Regions from separate parts of the Mus musculus genome. Here region 2 is linked to region 1. A link is a contact called in public HiChIP or PLAC-seq data. All regions are on one chromosome and are shown on one strand. The core of a region is the stretch at or near the end of the contact, and the rest is flanking DNA. Distances in the headings are between cores, read along the strand shown.

What was found. HiChIP or PLAC-seq counts read pairs in DNA pulled down with a chosen protein or histone mark.
Region 2: an H3K27ac HiChIP or PLAC-seq map of embryonic stem cells shows a contact between it and region 1, with 5 times the contacts expected there. The contact joins the promoter of Odf3l2 here to the promoter of Agpat3 in region 1. A contact is called at or near these places in 2 of 39 promoter capture datasets (cranial neural crest and frontonasal cranial neural crest), 2 of 115 datasets of contacts at active chromatin or transcription factors (embryonic forebrain and embryonic stem cells) and 1 of 9 other capture datasets (embryonic stem cells).

What each region holds. Positions count from the first base shown.
Region 1 is chr10:78,348,715-78,356,659 of GRCm38.p6, forward strand. It overlaps Agpat3 (1-acylglycerol-3-phosphate O-acyltransferase 3), which reads right to left and starts at 2,986. Exons shown (of 10, transcript NM_053014.3): 1 at 2,913-2,986. It overlaps Gm40709 (a long non-coding RNA gene), which reads left to right and starts at 3,769. Exons shown (of 3, transcript XR_871856.3): 1 at 3,769-4,213; 2 at 4,450-4,893; 3 at 6,752-6,926.
Region 2 is chr10:79,640,702-79,648,646 of GRCm38.p6, forward strand. It overlaps Odf3l2 (outer dense fiber of sperm tails 3-like 2), which reads right to left and starts at 5,037. Exons shown (of 4, transcript NM_001033473.2): 1 at 4,866-5,037; 2 at 3,913-4,020; 3 at 1,879-1,992. The coding sequence starts at 4,992.

The DNA.
Region 1 (7,945 bases), core at 1,736-4,235:
GAACCCTCTTCTGGCTTCAGGAGATCTAGAACCCTCTTCTGGCTTCAGGAGATCTAGAACCCTCTTCTGGCTTCCTCCAATACCAGGACAAGTGTATAGTGTCATCACATACATGCAGGCAAAACACTCACACACCTAAAATAAAAACAAATCTTTCTTTAAAATAATTAAGAATAAAGTGGAGAGCAATGAAGGAAGCCAGCCAATGTTGACCTCTGAACACAAAGCCCCAACCATATGCATACCCACACAGGTACACATGCACACTAAATAAATAAACTTGTTTTTAAAGCAGGGATGAATGTAATATCAGCATATACTATTGAATGCTCCAGTCAGCAAATTGTTAGAGGAAGAGCACCCTTAGCCAGCCAGCAGAGACAGGGAGACAGAGGGCCAGCAGAGACAGGGAGACAGAGAACCAGCAGCAGCTGGGAGAGCCTGTGTCCTGCAACAGCTCTCTACCACACTACTCTACACCCACTGCCACTGTCTTTTATTATAGCTCTCACCTCAACTTCCCAAAAGGAATGGAGACACTGCCCATTAATGATGCATGGTTCCTGGGTCACAGAGGGACCTTTGGGCTCTCTTTGGGCCTTTGGGCCACTGGCACCCTGATCCAATTGAGAGCACCTAGCTTCTTCGGCTTATTATCCTAAGTGATGTGAAGCACTCCAGCCAGGAGGGAGGCTTCTGCCTGTCATAACCTGAAAGACTTAAGTGTGCCTCCACTCACCCCTACTAACATCTAAAACATATCCTGCCTGTGTGTCTCCCATCCACATGTGAGGAAGAGAGGTAGCCATGGCAAGGCACCCAACTAGTCCAGTAGCCAGTCACAGGTACAGCAAGACCCACGTACCTCATCAGCCTGTCTCTCCATCCCTACAACTAAGTACAGATATGCCCAGGTGACAAGTGTACACTGCTGGACTTTGGCTGACAAACAAGATCAGAACATGCCGGACTCTAAACAAAGCAGCAAGACTGTCCAAAGAAGAACCGCTATTGCAACCGCCTGAAACAAAGCATCGTGAGGTTAATACGCTCAAATTAACCCTGCAGTCACTATGAGGTCGTTCTAGGAGTGACCCATTGTCCAGTTACTCACTTTACAAATCAGGGGAAAATCATTTATATGGTCCCAGTGCTCTTCGGTTAATGGATGAGGACAAACCCCCATGGAGTCCGAGTCCCTAAGTAAATGTTTGACAGAACTCAGCCCAGCCCTAGAGCAGCAGAAACTTCTTAATGAGAAGACTAAGCAGCTACGGGGCTCATGTCAGACGAGTCAGCAAGATGCCGCTGGCCTAATGTGGCCGGTCACACCCAGAGACAAGCTGTTCAAACCTCGCCACCCACAGAATGAGATGGGAAACATCACAGAGGTATGCAAAGGCCAAAATGTGGTTCAGAGTCTGTCAGCGTTTGAGAGAAGGGAAAGTAGTGTGGGGTACACACAAGGAATGCAGGGAAAGCAGCCATTGCTCTGGCAAGAGAGAGAGTAGGGGATGCCAAGGGTCCAGCACTGGATCTGAAAAAGCAGTGACACTGCAAAGCCGTCGGAGAAGGGAACACACACAGTTGGTACCAGCTCCATCCTCTGAGAGGCTGGACCAGTTAACCAGCACCAACTTGTTAGGAGTGAGCTTGGATTAACGATGCCATTCTAACTCCTGAAACAACAATAAACTTCCATCTTTGCTCATCCCATACTATACAAAGATCTTACTATGCCCTACCTGCCTCCAAGTGGGCCAGAGACAGATGTATACAGATTTTTACTACCCTGACTGGGCTGGAGGAAATCAGAGTCCCTTTGCTCTTCATTTAAATTCTGGCTGTGGAGATTTGTGACATAATCCAGGACAAGTGGCTAGCCTTGCTCCTCAGACCCCAGTGTGTTTCAGAGTCTGTTAGCACAGAGTCGCAGCTATATGCCCCAGAAAAGAAGTAAACAACTCCTCTACTGCAGTAGATGCTCCTTTTGTAACTTCTGAAGTAGATCAGTTACTTTCTGTTCAGTTTCCCCAGTCCCCTAGAACACACAGGCACTGTCCTTCCCAGGTGCTGGGCCTGTTATCTGGGAGCAGCTTAGGGTGAGACAGAGACCTCCCTTCATTTCCAGCATCCCTCCCATCTTCCTTCCCTAGGAGACACTGTATTTAACCCACTTCCCACCAATTCCACAGGCAACTTCTAAGACCTAGACCTTCTGCCCTGCTGCTGTACAGATAAGAGCAGGTGGGGGCCACACACAAGGCCTCCAGTAGGTCCAGACTGAGTTAGGTCAGACATCCAGCTGACATCCACCTGCTGAACATAGCCATGCTGAGGAGCACATGCCACCAAGACCAAAGAGAGGCTGGCAAAGCCATTGCATGTAACTGCCTTTGGAAACAACGTAATTACAAAGCACAGAGTGTGATACTAGGAATCAATCTTATAGGCTAAATCCTAAAGTTGGAAGGAGTCCTGCTTACCTAATAAGGGGAAGGGACAGTAAGGGAGTGATCAAAGTGCACAGAGACCCCTTTGAAAGGGGCACAGTCCATTTCCCAATGTCATCGAAGCAGAAAGAGCTGCTTCCACTCAGTTCCAACAGCCACCAACCCAGCACCCCCAACCGGCACCCTGTGTCCAATCCCAGAATCCAAGATCTTGGCTCTGGACGAGTCATTCCAATCTGTCTCAAATCCAAGTAGCCTTCTCGTTTCCCAGGAAGAAGAACCCAGTCTCTTAAGTATTCTCTTAGAGAAGACTTTCCACACTGCTTTAAAAAGTTAGGTTTGAAAGGCCATTTCTAAAATCATTTCCCTGTGCCCCTAAACTTCTCTCGAAGTTAAAAAGGAAACCTGAATATATTTTCCACCCAGCTTAAGTGTTCACAATCCTCCTGTCGTAGGTACCTGGGGTCAACTGCTCCGGGGCTCCAGGCCCACCGTGGACAGGTGTTTTCCTCCAGAGGCTCTGGTTACTGAATGACCCCAGCGCCTGAGTGAAACGTGGAAATTCACAGTCGGCCTTTGGTCTCAAACGCCAAAGTCAAGAAAAAAAAAAAACAACAACAACCGAGCCCTCGCACCTTCCTCCAGGGCGTCCCACCTGCAGCCCTCCCTCCGCGTTGAGCAAGCAAAAAAGTGAAACTAGCCCACAGGGCCCCGAAATCAGGCATGGGGGGCTCCCCCAGAGCGAGGAGCCGGGAGCCGAGCAAGGTTCCCCCCGGAGAGGGGCCCCAAGGCCGCCCAGGCCCTCTCGTCGGGCCCCGCATCCCCATCTCTACCCGATCGCCCGCATCCCCAGGCCGCCGCGCACCCCGCACAGCACCGGCGGGCCGGGCAGGCCGCACAGGGGCCGGGCGGGACCCGGAGCCTCCAGGCGCCGCGCTCTCCAGGCCGCGCGCCCCGCGGAGCGCAGCCGGCCACTGCGGCGGGGCCCGGCGACCGCGGGCGGGGGACGACCTCCGGCGGCTCGGCCGGGCTCGGCGCGGCTCACCTGCACTCCACCTGCTGGTCGCGGTTCTCGCGTCGGGCGCGCGCGGCCTGGGCCCGGCCCGGCCCTGCGTCGGGGCCTCAGCGAGTGCGGCGCCCGCCGCCCCGGGCCCCCATCGCCGCCCTCCGCCTCGGCGCCGCCGCCACTTCCTGTGCGCGGCGATCCCACAGTTCCGCCGGCGCGGGACGCCAGGCGCGGGGACGCGGGGACACGCGCGGACCGACGCGCGGGGGAGGAGTCGCGGCCCGCGGCGCAGCGGCGACCGCCTCGGCCAACGGACAGCAAGCGGGGGAGGGGACGCGAGGCGCGCCCCGCGGGAGCAGCCTCCACCCTCCCTGGCCAGCGGGATGTTCCTAGACCCAGTCCGACTCCCTTTCAGCTGCCTGCGGTCCTCCGGAGTCCCACTGGGGTGTTCCTGGGCCCAGCTTGAATCCCCTCTTTTAGCCCACTGAAGTCCTTCTGGGGTACTGCGGTGTTCCTGGGCCCAGCCTGGATCCCCTTGTCCCCCTGAAGTTCTTCGGGGTGTTCCTGGGCCGTACTTGGACCCCCGATGGTTCCCTGGAGTCCTCCTGGGTTGCCTCCCCCAAGAACTGGAATATTCCTAGGCCCAGCCTGGATTTGCCTCCGTTCAGCCTCCTGAAATCATTCTGAGCCTCAGCCTAGACCCCTTCCCAGTCCCGGAGGTCCCCTTGAGACCCAGGATGTTTTGATGGCTCAGGTTAGACTCCCCTTCCTTCTGAGTCCTCCTGGGGACGCCTGGAAATTTGGGGGTTCCCCGCCAATTAATTAGACCCCATTTCCCTTATCCTCCTGGACCCCACTCCCAACACACACCCCATCCTGCCCCCAAGTAAGGATCCCATCCTGGAATCCTGTAGGATTGTCCCCAGTGCCTGGTAAGGCACCAGGATCGCTTTTCACTCCCACGTGCTGTACCCTTTGATTTATTTATAGTTGGCAACTGACTAGCAACATTGTATCCACAACCAATCCAGGAGGAAACCTCAATTAACCTAGTCCAGGGTCTTCCTAGGGTCAGCCTTGGGTCAGAAGAAGGTCAGGACCCTCTTCTCTAAGAAGCCTGTTCCGTCCATAGTGAGTCATCGGATCTGAGGACCAACAGCCACCTGAGTCTCCTTCCCTCACCAGGCAAGGGACTGATCCTAAAACAGGCCAAGAAGGACTGTGCAGGCTCAGATGCTGCATCAGGACCAGGCCATCTGCACACCACTTGAAACCTGTGTGGCCTCTTGCCTGCTCAGGCCTTGGGATCCAAGCCCTATTTTCCAAGTTCACTTGAAAACGACTTAGGCCATATACCACAGGGCGAGCTGCCTACCTGTAAAAGCTTCTGTTCTGGGCAGGATCTCCTGTTCTAGGGCAGTAACAGACAGGAAAGTATGTGCCTTCCCATAATGTCACAATTTACTGAGTAATAAATCCCCAGCTCTCTTCAACTACATAAGCTGCTGTGACCACCAGCAAACAGGTTCTTTCACTCCAACACGATCTTAATTACTAACTTTAATAACTCATCACACCACTAGACTCCTTTAACAGGTGACAGGGTGGCTACAGAAGAGTTGAAGAGGCTGCATGACTCAGCCAAGCTGTCTGGAAGGCAGAGGCTGAGCTGACAGAAAAGAGAAATGGGGAAAGTTTAAGCATGGGAAGGGAGAACAACCCCTTATCCAGAGGGGTTGATGTTTATGAGCTGAAAGCTGCATCTCAGCAGACTTTGCTATAAAGATTACCTACATTGAGCCAAGGCTCCTTCCCTCCCCCCCCACACACACACTAATTTACATCCCAATGGCAGCCCCCCTCCTCCCAGTCCTTCCTCATACAGTTCTTCCGCCCACCCCCTCCCCTTCTCTAAGAAGAGGTGGGTGCCAACCCACCCTGACATATCAAGTCACAGCAGGACTGGGCACAAAAACACATCCTCTCCCACTAAAACTGTACAAGACTCCTTTTCAAGTATTTCAAACAAAAGGGTTAAAATAACACTTAAGGCTGAAGTATAACGTTTGGGTTTAATCAAACTCCTTTCCCATCAGTGACCCCATAACTTAGTGGATTTCACAATGGAGATTATAGATTCTGTTTACAGTAAATACACAGGCAACTCCCATCTGTTCTAGCTAGCTCAGAAAGGATTTCTTGGACCCTTTTGGCCTATGTTTTGATCTTCTAAGCCTGTGATCCCACCTGGTCCTCCTCCAACATTCAGGACAAAGAGGTAGGTGAGTTTGAGGCCAGTCTGAATTTGAGGTGAGTTTGAGACCAGTCTGGACTACAGAGCAAGTTGCAGGACAGCCAAGGCTACACAGAGACAAAAACTTAGCACTAGCCACTAGGAGATGGATTATCCCCTGTCTCAAAAAGAAAAGGGGCAGGGAGGGAGAGACAGAGACAGAGTCAGGGACAGACAGAGAAAAAGAAACAAAGAGGGTTCCTTAGAAAGCTTTTAAATGTGTCAGGCACTAAGGTGGCCCAGGTCTTCAATCCCAGTACTAAAGAGGGTGAGGCAGGGGGATTGCTTCAAGTTTGAGAACAGTCTACTACAGAGTGAGGGAGAACTTATCTCAAAGAAACACTTTCAAATAATATGAGTTGGGAATACATGGCCAAAGTCATATCCGTGACTTTTTAATAACACAAGTCTCCAGGTTAGTGGCACACGCCTTTGACCCCAGCACTTGGGAGGCAGAGGCAGGAGAATCTCTTGAGTTCGAGGCCAGCTTGATCATAGAGTGAGTTCTGGGACTGCCAGGGCTACACAGAGAAACCCTTTCTTGAAAAAGGAAAAGAGAGAGAGAGAGAGAGAGAGAGAGAGAGAGAGAGAGAGAGAGAGAGAGAGAGAGAGAGATTGAGAGACTTTCAGTCTTGGCAATCAATTGGATTCAAAATGGAGAAACTCCAGTCACCTCTGAAGCAGGCACTTCAACATTTCTTCAGTATCCTGACTTTCATAATTTCCAAAGATATATAGACAGCCTACCCCTACCAAAGGAATGGGTCACAGAGAAATCTGCCAGGCTCAGAATGGACAGGAATCTCACAAACCCAATTCCTTTCTCTTTCAAAACAGGGACTCTGTTCAGACCCCAACTTTCCTATGCCTGGACTTGAATAAAAACTGGAAACAGACTGGGGCCCAGGCACCCTTACCCTAGGAAAAGCAGATTATCCTTCACAGTTATACTTTTATGTGGTCTGGCCTTTGTCTAAGCAGCTGGAAATGCCTCCGCAGGTAGAAACACTTTCTGTACATCCTGAGGACCTGAGTTCAAATCCTGGAACCCACCAACCGGAGGAAGAAGAGAAACAACTCCACAAAGCCACCCACCCTCTGACTTCTATTTACTTTACAATGATGTTAGCCCCCCCCCCATACAAAAATAATAAAAATGGTGGTTTTGGTTTGAGGTCTGGGTGGGAATTTGTAAAGAGGGTATGCCTGAAATACATGTCACTTTGAAAGCTCCTTCCAGCCACTTCCCGAACGGTTGTTTGCTTAGTGTCCTGGTTAGCTTTATGTCGACTTAATATAAGCTAGAGTCATCTAAAAAGAGCAAACCTTAATTGAGAAAATGCCTCTCTAAGATTCAGCTGTTGGCTGCCATTTTCTTAATTAGTGATCAAGTGGGGGAGGGGCCAGCCCATTGTGGGTGATGCCATCCCTGGGCTGGTTCTATAAGAAAGCAGGCTGAGCAAGCCATGGTGAACAAGCCAGTATGCATCATTCCTCCATCATTCCTGCTTCAGCTCCTGCTTGCCTTTCTGTTCTGGCCTCCTTCAATGATGGACTACAATGTGGATGTGTAAGCTACTACATAAACTCTTTCCTCTCCAACTTGCTTTTTTGGTCAGTGTTTCACCACAGGAATAGAAACCCTAACCGAGACAATTAGGGAACTTGAACACTAATTTTGCTTGCTTTGGTAGCAGACCACTTGTTTGATGACCTGGCTTGGCTTCCTCTTTAGGTTTTGGGATAACCCCCATCTTGATGTGTGTGGCATGAAAGGATTTAGATTCATCTGGAGTCACTTAGCACTAGCCACTAGGGGATGGATTATCCCCATAACCCAGCAGGAATTTCCCAGAGACACCCACCCCACAAACCACACTGGAGAGCACTCAAGCATTTACTTAGATTTAAATTTCCTAAAGACCAGCTGGGGCTGGAGATGTAGCTCAGTTGGTGGAATATTAACCTGAAGTGCCTGGAGCCCTGACTACATTCCCCAGCACTGCATAAACCTGACATGGAAGTTTTGGGTCTGAACATTCCTTCATCTTGAAGGATCTGGGTTATAGCTTTGCAGATTCCTAGGGGTTAAGTAGCATACCAGAAGCACAATTTGTAATAGCCAGAGCTTATGTGAGGACAGGCGGTTTTGTTTTGTTTGTTTTGTTTTAAGGTGGCAAAGTAGTAAGACTA
Region 2 (7,945 bases), core at 3,787-6,286, 1.3 Mb after region 1:
CTGCTTCTTCCCTGCATTTGAATCTGCATTGGAGTGTTTAAAGAGCTGGGGCGGAGCTGGGCATGGTGGCGCACGCCTTCAATCCCAGCACTTGGGAGGCAGAGGCAGGCGGATTTCTGACTTCGAGGCCAGCCTGGTCTACAAAGTGAGCTCCAGGACAGCCAGGGCTATACAGAGAAACCCTGTCTCGAAGAAGAAAAAAAAAAAAAGAGCTGGGGCAGGCAGTGAGGGAGCTGAGCAGAGCCATGGAGCACGGGGATGAGTGAGAAGGTGAGTAGGAAGGTGATGGGATGCATGGAGGGGAGGGAGGGAAGGACGGAGAGGAGGGTGGGTAGATGGACATAGAATGAATGGATGGCTGAGTGAATGGGAAGATAGACTTATGGATAGATGAATGTGTGGACAGGTGGATGGACTTATGAATGAGTGGATGCATGAGAATATGAGTTGGTAGGTTGGTGGATGGATGGGTGGATGGACGGGTAGGTGGGTGGGTGGATGGATGGGTGGATGGATGGGTGGGTGGATGGATGGGTGGGTGGATGGATGGGTAGGTGGGTGGGTGGATGGATGGGTGGATGGATGGGTGGGTGGATGGATGGGTGGGTGGATGGATGGGTGGGTGGATGGATGGATGGATGGATGGATGGATGGGTGGATGGATGGACGAGTGGATGGATGGGTGGGTGGGTGGGTGGATGGATGGGTGGATGAATGGGTGGGTGGATGGATGGGTGGGTGGATGGATGGGTGGGTGGGTGGGTGGATGGGTGGGTGGATGGATGGATGGGTGGATGGATGGATGGATGGATGGATGGACGGGTGGATGGACGGGTGGGTGGGTGGGTGGGTGGATGGGTGGGTGGATGGATGGATGGATGGGTGGATGGGTGGGTGGATGGGTGGGTGGATAGATGGGTGGATGGATGGGTGGGTGGATGGGTGGATGGACGGGTGGATGGACGGGTAGGTGGATGGATGGGTGGATGGATGGGTGGGTGGACGGGTGGGTGGACGGGTGGGTGGACGGGTGGGTGGGTGGATGGGTGGGTGGATGCGTGGGTGGATGGGTGGGTGGATGGATGGGTGGATGGATGGATGGGTGGATGGATGGATGGGTGGATGGATGGGTGGGTGGGTGGATGGATGGGTGGATGGATGGATGGACGGGTAGATGGATGGGTGGATGGGTGGGTGGGTGGACGGGTGGGTGGATGGATGGACGGATGGATGGACGGGTGGACGGATGGATGGATGGATGGATGGATGGATGGATGGATGGATGGGTGGATGGATGGGTGGGTGGGTGGATGGATGGGTAGATGGGTGGGTGGGTGGATGGATGGGTGGGTGGGTGGATGGATGGATGGTTGGGTGGATGGGTGGATGGATAGATGGGTGGATGGGTGGGCAGATGGATGGGTGGGTGGGTTGGGTAGGTTGGTGGATGGGTAGATGGATGGATAGGTGGGTAGATGAATGACTGCATAGATAGATGGTGAGTGGATTGATAGATGGATGGATGAGTATATGAATTGGTGAGTGTGTGGATGGATTAATAAATTGGTAGATAAGAGGATTAATAACATGGCAGAGAATAAAATCGAGTATCTGAACAATCCCCCCAGAACCACCCAGCAGGGTTGTTAGCAAAAGGGGAGGAAACCAGGCCTCCCTGCCCTTCAGCTGGGGGAGAGGGGTTGCCACATTGTCACCTCAGCGCAAGGCCTGAGGACTGGAGTTATGACTGTTCATCTGAAAAATCCAAAGGTTTTTATCACTGCAAACACATTCGTTCTCAGAGCTCAGTGGTGCAGGAGAGGAGTGTTCCCCAAGCTCCCAAGAGGCTGTTTCTCAGCACACACATCACATACTCACCTCTGACCTTGGCCCGGCCCTGCATGGAGTAGGCAGGGGGACAGCTACGGCCAAAGCGAGTAACTTTCGGGTCCAAGAAGTAGACAGGTCCTGGGCTGGAATCCTGGAGAGGTGCTGGGAAAAGGAGCCAGAGTCCCAAAGGTACCCTGAGGTAAGGCCTCCCCGGATCCGACCCAAAAGACCCAGAGCCTCCCGAGAGCCTGAAGCATCTCAGCCTGGGGCCACAGCCTCAGAAGTGCTGATCAAGCAGGGGGACTGTGGTGGGGCATGCCAATCCCAGCAGGACCTGGGCTCACAGGGTGTCACCTTCAATCACCCTTGAGGCGGATCAGCCTGCCTGACCCACATTTTCACATCAACAGGGAAGGAAGAGGTTACTGATGCCACAGCTGGTCACCATGTTTGTGTGGACATGGAGCCCATGCCCTCACAAATTACTTTGGCTCTCGCCCTGACTATGCTTCCAGCCCACCATGTCTGGCCTGATCACTGGTTGTTGAACTTTAGGCACACTAGCATGTTGAGGGCAAACATGAGTTCAGTAGGCATGGAGAGTGTTGGTGGGCCCATGCTGAGTCTCTCTCAAAGCCTCAGTGAGTCTAAGGATGTGCATAGGTACCACCTAGGTGTAGGCTTCTGTGCAAAGACACACAAGCAGGGTTTGAACACACAGTAGCCACCCCACCACCTCTATGGTGGTCACTAATGTTAAGCAATGACCCTCAGAAACACCCCACACCTCCGTTTGACTGACAAGAATTTGTTTCCAGCCCTTCTCTAGCTCAGAGCTAGTCTAAATGACTGGCAGGATAGGAGGGGTGTTGGGTCACAGTCACCAGTATGCGCTGGGTCACACACAAGAAGACGCCTGTCCCTCAGCACCTCAGCTTGCATGGACTAACTACCCATTTTCCCACACAGCCCTGTAGTAAGAAAACCCAGCTTGCCCATCAAGATGTGTCCCACCCCAACCTGCAGGCTGCACCTGGTGTATCCTTCTCCTAGGATCTTCTTTACCAAACATTTTTAAAATATATTTTTGTTTTGTTATGTTTTGTTATGTTTATGTTTTGTTTTGTTTTGTTTTGTTTTGTTTTGTTTAGGGGGATGGGCAGAGTCTCTCTATTATGTGTCTCTGGCTGGTTCACTATGTAGACCAGGCTGGCCTTGAACTCAGAGATCTACCTGCCTCTCTCTCCTGATTGCTGGTACTAAAAGGTGTTCACTGCCCAGCAAACACTTTTTTTTTAATTATATGTGTCTCTAAAGGAGGTTTTATGTATGTACGTCTATCCAGCCCTATCCCACCAGGATCTCACCTTACTGAGCCCAGATCCCACTGCCCACTCTGGGCCCTTACCTGACCCAGCTTGGTTAGAGTCTCAGTAGATTCCCCAGGCTTCTGTCTCATGGCCTCTAAGTGTCTACAGCAGCCCCTAGCCCAGACAGCCTCCGTCCAGCCCAATGGGGCCTCAGAGCACCTTTAGGACCAGGCACTGAGATGTTGGCTGGTCTGTTCAGCCAGCATCACTGAGAACACAAGGCTGGCTGTGGGGCTTAGATGTCACACACTGTAGAAGGTCAGAGGTCAGGGGGAGGCCCCAGGGCATGCTCACCAGCTCCTCTGCCTGCCACTAAAGACCGCCCCATGCTCAGGATAACAAATGTGTTTGTACATTTTATCTGATACGTTCTGGACACCAAGCAGGACTATGGCTTTCTTCTTCTTCTAAATCAAGCCCAAAGCTTTACACACTGTAGGCAAGTGTTCTACCCATCCTGCACCCTAGCCACCCAATACTGGTTGACACATCAGGTATCTGACCAGATGTTGTGGTCCCAGAACTGGGTGTGTTATGTGGGTGGGGTGGGTGGCGGCAGGAAGATCAGGAGTTCAAAGTCAGCCTGAACTGCATGAGAAGGCTTTCCAGATGTGGCCCCGCCTGCCCTGTCTGGCTCACCTCACTCTGAGGCTTACTTAAGAGAGACTCTGGAGGCTTGGGGAGGTACCCTGTACCCCTTAGCTGGTCTTACCTTCACTGGGCCTCCGAGCGAGGGAGTAGGCAGGACTGGCTGCCTTGGTACAATCGTGATTGACATAGCCAACGGTGGACGGAAGAACATACAAGCCAGGTCCGGAGCCTGAGACCCAAAGACCAGATCAGGGGTAGTGCTTGAAACCCAGAGGGGCTAGGTAGAGTCCCACCCTGCACCCTAACCACCTCTATGTCTGAGTAGAGAAAATGTCCAGAAGGACTCGGTGACACCCGAATTGTGAGCTAATCATGAATCATTGCGAGTGTGGAGACTTGGAAAACAGAGGCCCTGGAAGATAGGCTAACACAGAATAGAAAGAGGCTGGGAGCAAGAACCATCCCTGGTGGGGAAACTGAGACTAGGAACAGAGAAGCTACCATGAGTGGAAAACAAGCCAGAGCAGAGAGACCATCGCAAGAGAGGAAACCAGGGCCAGAGTGTAGAGACCACTGCAGCTAGAGAAACTGAGGCCAGAGTCATAGACACCATCAAGAGAGGGAAACTGAAGTCAGAGTAGAGAGATCACGGGTTGTGTGGGTGAACAGGGAAAGTGAGCCCAGGACAGAGAGATTGTTCTAGAGGGGAAACTGAGGCCAGTCACAGAGAAACACCACCTCAGAGATGGGGAGATGGAACATGGTATAGATCTGTCCCCACTGTCCATTGTAGGATGGGAAACTGAGGCTGCAGCCTGCAGCCTGTACAAATGCCACCCCTCGACACCCAGCCTCAGCCCCTTCACACACTCCATGGCTCTGCAGTCCCCCACATGCACCATTCCTCTAACTCCCTCCCTCAGGTTCTGCTACACTGTGTTCATCCTGTCCCCCTAGAGGGCCAGCAGATCCCACAGGGGACATATGGGCCTGCCTACAGATAATGCCTCTACTAAATAGCCCAGGAGCCCCAGTAGGGAGACAGAAGGAGCCCTCCCCAAGGCCAGCACAAACCATTCTCCAAGGTGGCAATTCCACAGGATTTTCTCAGCCCGGTCTCCGGAATGTGTCCATCAGCCACCCGCCGGGCCAGGGGTACTGTGGTCAGCCTAGCCTCTGGGTCGCAGCTGAGGGTCCCCATGGTGAACAGGACCTCGTGTGGGTTCCTGTGTCCTGCTACTCTGGTGCCACAAGCCAGGCACTGTCCCCAATCCTCACAGCTCAGCTGGTGTTGGCAGAAGCCTGGCCTCACCACACCCTCCCCACCACACAGACGGCCCCTTGTCCCCTAAGCAAGGATCTCAGGGCCTGGCCAGAGCCAAGCTGGTCGGCCGGACGCTGGCCTGGAAGTGGAGCTGAGATCAAGTGTCAGCCAGGTGGCTGGATGGTCCAGGAAAGACTCCAGTATCAGCCGAACAGGTCCCCAGGGAGTCGGCTGAGCTGGGCCACGGGGCCAGAGCAGGCCCTAGGGATCCAGGACTGCAAACAGGACACCTGAAGGAACATGGATGAGGGGAGCAAAGCCTCATTTCCACAGAGCCCAGGGTTGTGGACGGCATGTCCCCAACTCAGTCGGGTGCTCATTGGCACCAGCTTTCCTTCATCAGCAAACATGTACTGAGCACCTGATACATCCCAGATTCTGTTCAGAGTGGCGTGAATAGAACAGGAACAGACTGGTAAAGGGCGGGTGTTCTTGGGGTGGGGAAAGAAGCTAAACAATAAATTTAATAGATTGTTCTGGTATGAACCAGCCTGAAAAAGATGACCATGTCAGGGTAAGAGACCAGCTCTGCAAAGGCCCTGAGGCAGGGCTGAGGACAGAGCAGGCCAGGAAAATCCTGTTTTCACCTTTGCCAAAGGCTACCACCGTGTCCCCACTAGAGAGCTCTGGGAAGAGTGGCAGAATGAAACTCAGATATTTCTTCCAGTTTGTTTTTTAATGTAGTGACTCGGGGGGTAGGGGGGAGGGTTGGTGTTTTGTGCTCTGTTTTGTTTGAGACAAGGACTCACAATGTAGCCCAGGTTGATGTTGGACTCCTGGTCCTCCTGCCTCTGCCTTCCCTGTGCTATGACTGCATTCAGGAGGTGACTAAGAGCTCCCTCCTTTGGTCACAGACAACGGATGCTGACATGATTAAGATTCTCAGAGTCCCTCGGAAACATACCAAAAGGCCTGAGCCCTGGGCACTCCAACAAATTTCACATCAGCCATTTTGGATTCTAGCCCCTGACTCCTGTGGATCCCTAAAGCTGGGATCCAGGAGTCTCAGAGGGTCCCACAAGCCCAACATGCATGTCCTTGTCCTCTTGACTTACCCTATTCAGCTCCACCCTGGTCACATGGGATTAAATGGCTGGTCCTGACACACACACACACACACACACACACACACACACAACATCCGACCCTTCAACTCCAGATCCTCCCACTGTTAAGGATTCCTTAGTCACTCAACCAGCTGGAGTGGCTCACAGCTCACTCCTCAGTTACCTGGACCCTCAGCCCACCAGCTCCCATCATGCAATACTCTGCTCTAGACCACATCAGTCTGGGCAGCAAGGAGTAAAGACCTGTGTCCTGTACTATGACAGAAACCTAGGCAAATATACTGGTGTCTTTCTACAATGTCAGAAGTTACCAAATAGCAATGAATTCACAAAGTCCAATATGTCAGTGACAGCAATTTGTGGCACAATCCGCCAACCTCAGAAGCCTGACATTGTCTTTCACATCACACAGCACACCAAGAATGCACCTATATGACTGTATGCACTATAGAGGATCTACAGAACAGATACAAGTTAAAGAGGCTGTCACACCATTCAAGGGGTTTGGGGAGCTGAGAAAGAGTCTGCATTGGGAAGATAATGAACCAGAAAGGGACAGTTTGGGGCTGATGGGGTCAGGGTTAGAAGGTGAAGTTGCTGCCTTCTGCCACAAGGTGAAAGACCAATGAAGTGGAAACTTTTGGTTTCTTTGGAAAGTCAGTTGTATCAGATGGTGTTTCACTGGGGCAAACACATGGAGGAGGGTTTTCCTGAAGCAGACACAGGTGAAAGGATGTTCTGCTAAAGCAAGCACCTGAAAGGACGTGTGATGAGGGATTCTTTGCTAACAACACGCAGGTCATCGCCTTACATTTCGTAGCTGAGCTCCGTTTGTCCTGACTCCATAGAGACACCACCTCTGGCGGGTGATGAGCTAGATGGGAGGTTAGAGCATTTAAGAACTGTTATTAAAAATAGGGTTGAGAAAAACGTAAGCTACAGACCAAGCTGGGAATGCAATAGGGAAATGGAGATTCAAATCCTGGACCAGATGGACAAACAAGTGGATTGACAACCAATCTAATAGGCAGTGTCCGAGAGGGGAACGGAACTGAGCCCATGCACCAGAGACAGCTAGGGAGTCCTCGGCTTGTTGGTCCTTGACACACACACCAGGTGATGAGTAGGCATGGGGCCATTACCCCACAGTGTCCATCAGTTTATGAGATTCTTATGCGATCCTTGGTCACATGTGTCTGGTAAATTCTTGGTCCCGTTTTACCTGGTATGACTTTGATATATATGTCCATGGATGCCCCACACCTCGATAAACATAGAGTGGCTCCCTTTGAAGTACCAGAAGTATGTCACACCAACCATGTATCACCCACATAGACGGTGCGGCTTCGGGGTCCACCCAGGGGCTGTGGTAAGTCTCCTCCCTCAGAATAAAGTCAAAGGCTAGATGAAGGCAGAGTCACCTAGAGCGACGCACAGTCCTGATGTCTGTAATTCACGCAGGTAGCCTTATCTGTTCCCATTCTAGCTCCAAAATAATTGACACAGAGACCTGGGTTTTGGTTTGGTTTGGTTTGGTGTTTTGGTTGTTGTTGTTGTTGTTGTTGTTGTTTAGATTCATTTATCCAACGTTCTGCCTGCATATATGCCTGCACAGCCAGAAAAGGGTACCAGACCTTATTATAGATAGTTATGAGCCACCATGTGGTTGCTGGGAATTGAACTCAAGACCTTTGGAAGAGCAGCCAATGCTCTAAGCCATCTCTCCAGTCCAAGACCTGTATTTTTATTGATAAGCTGCAAGT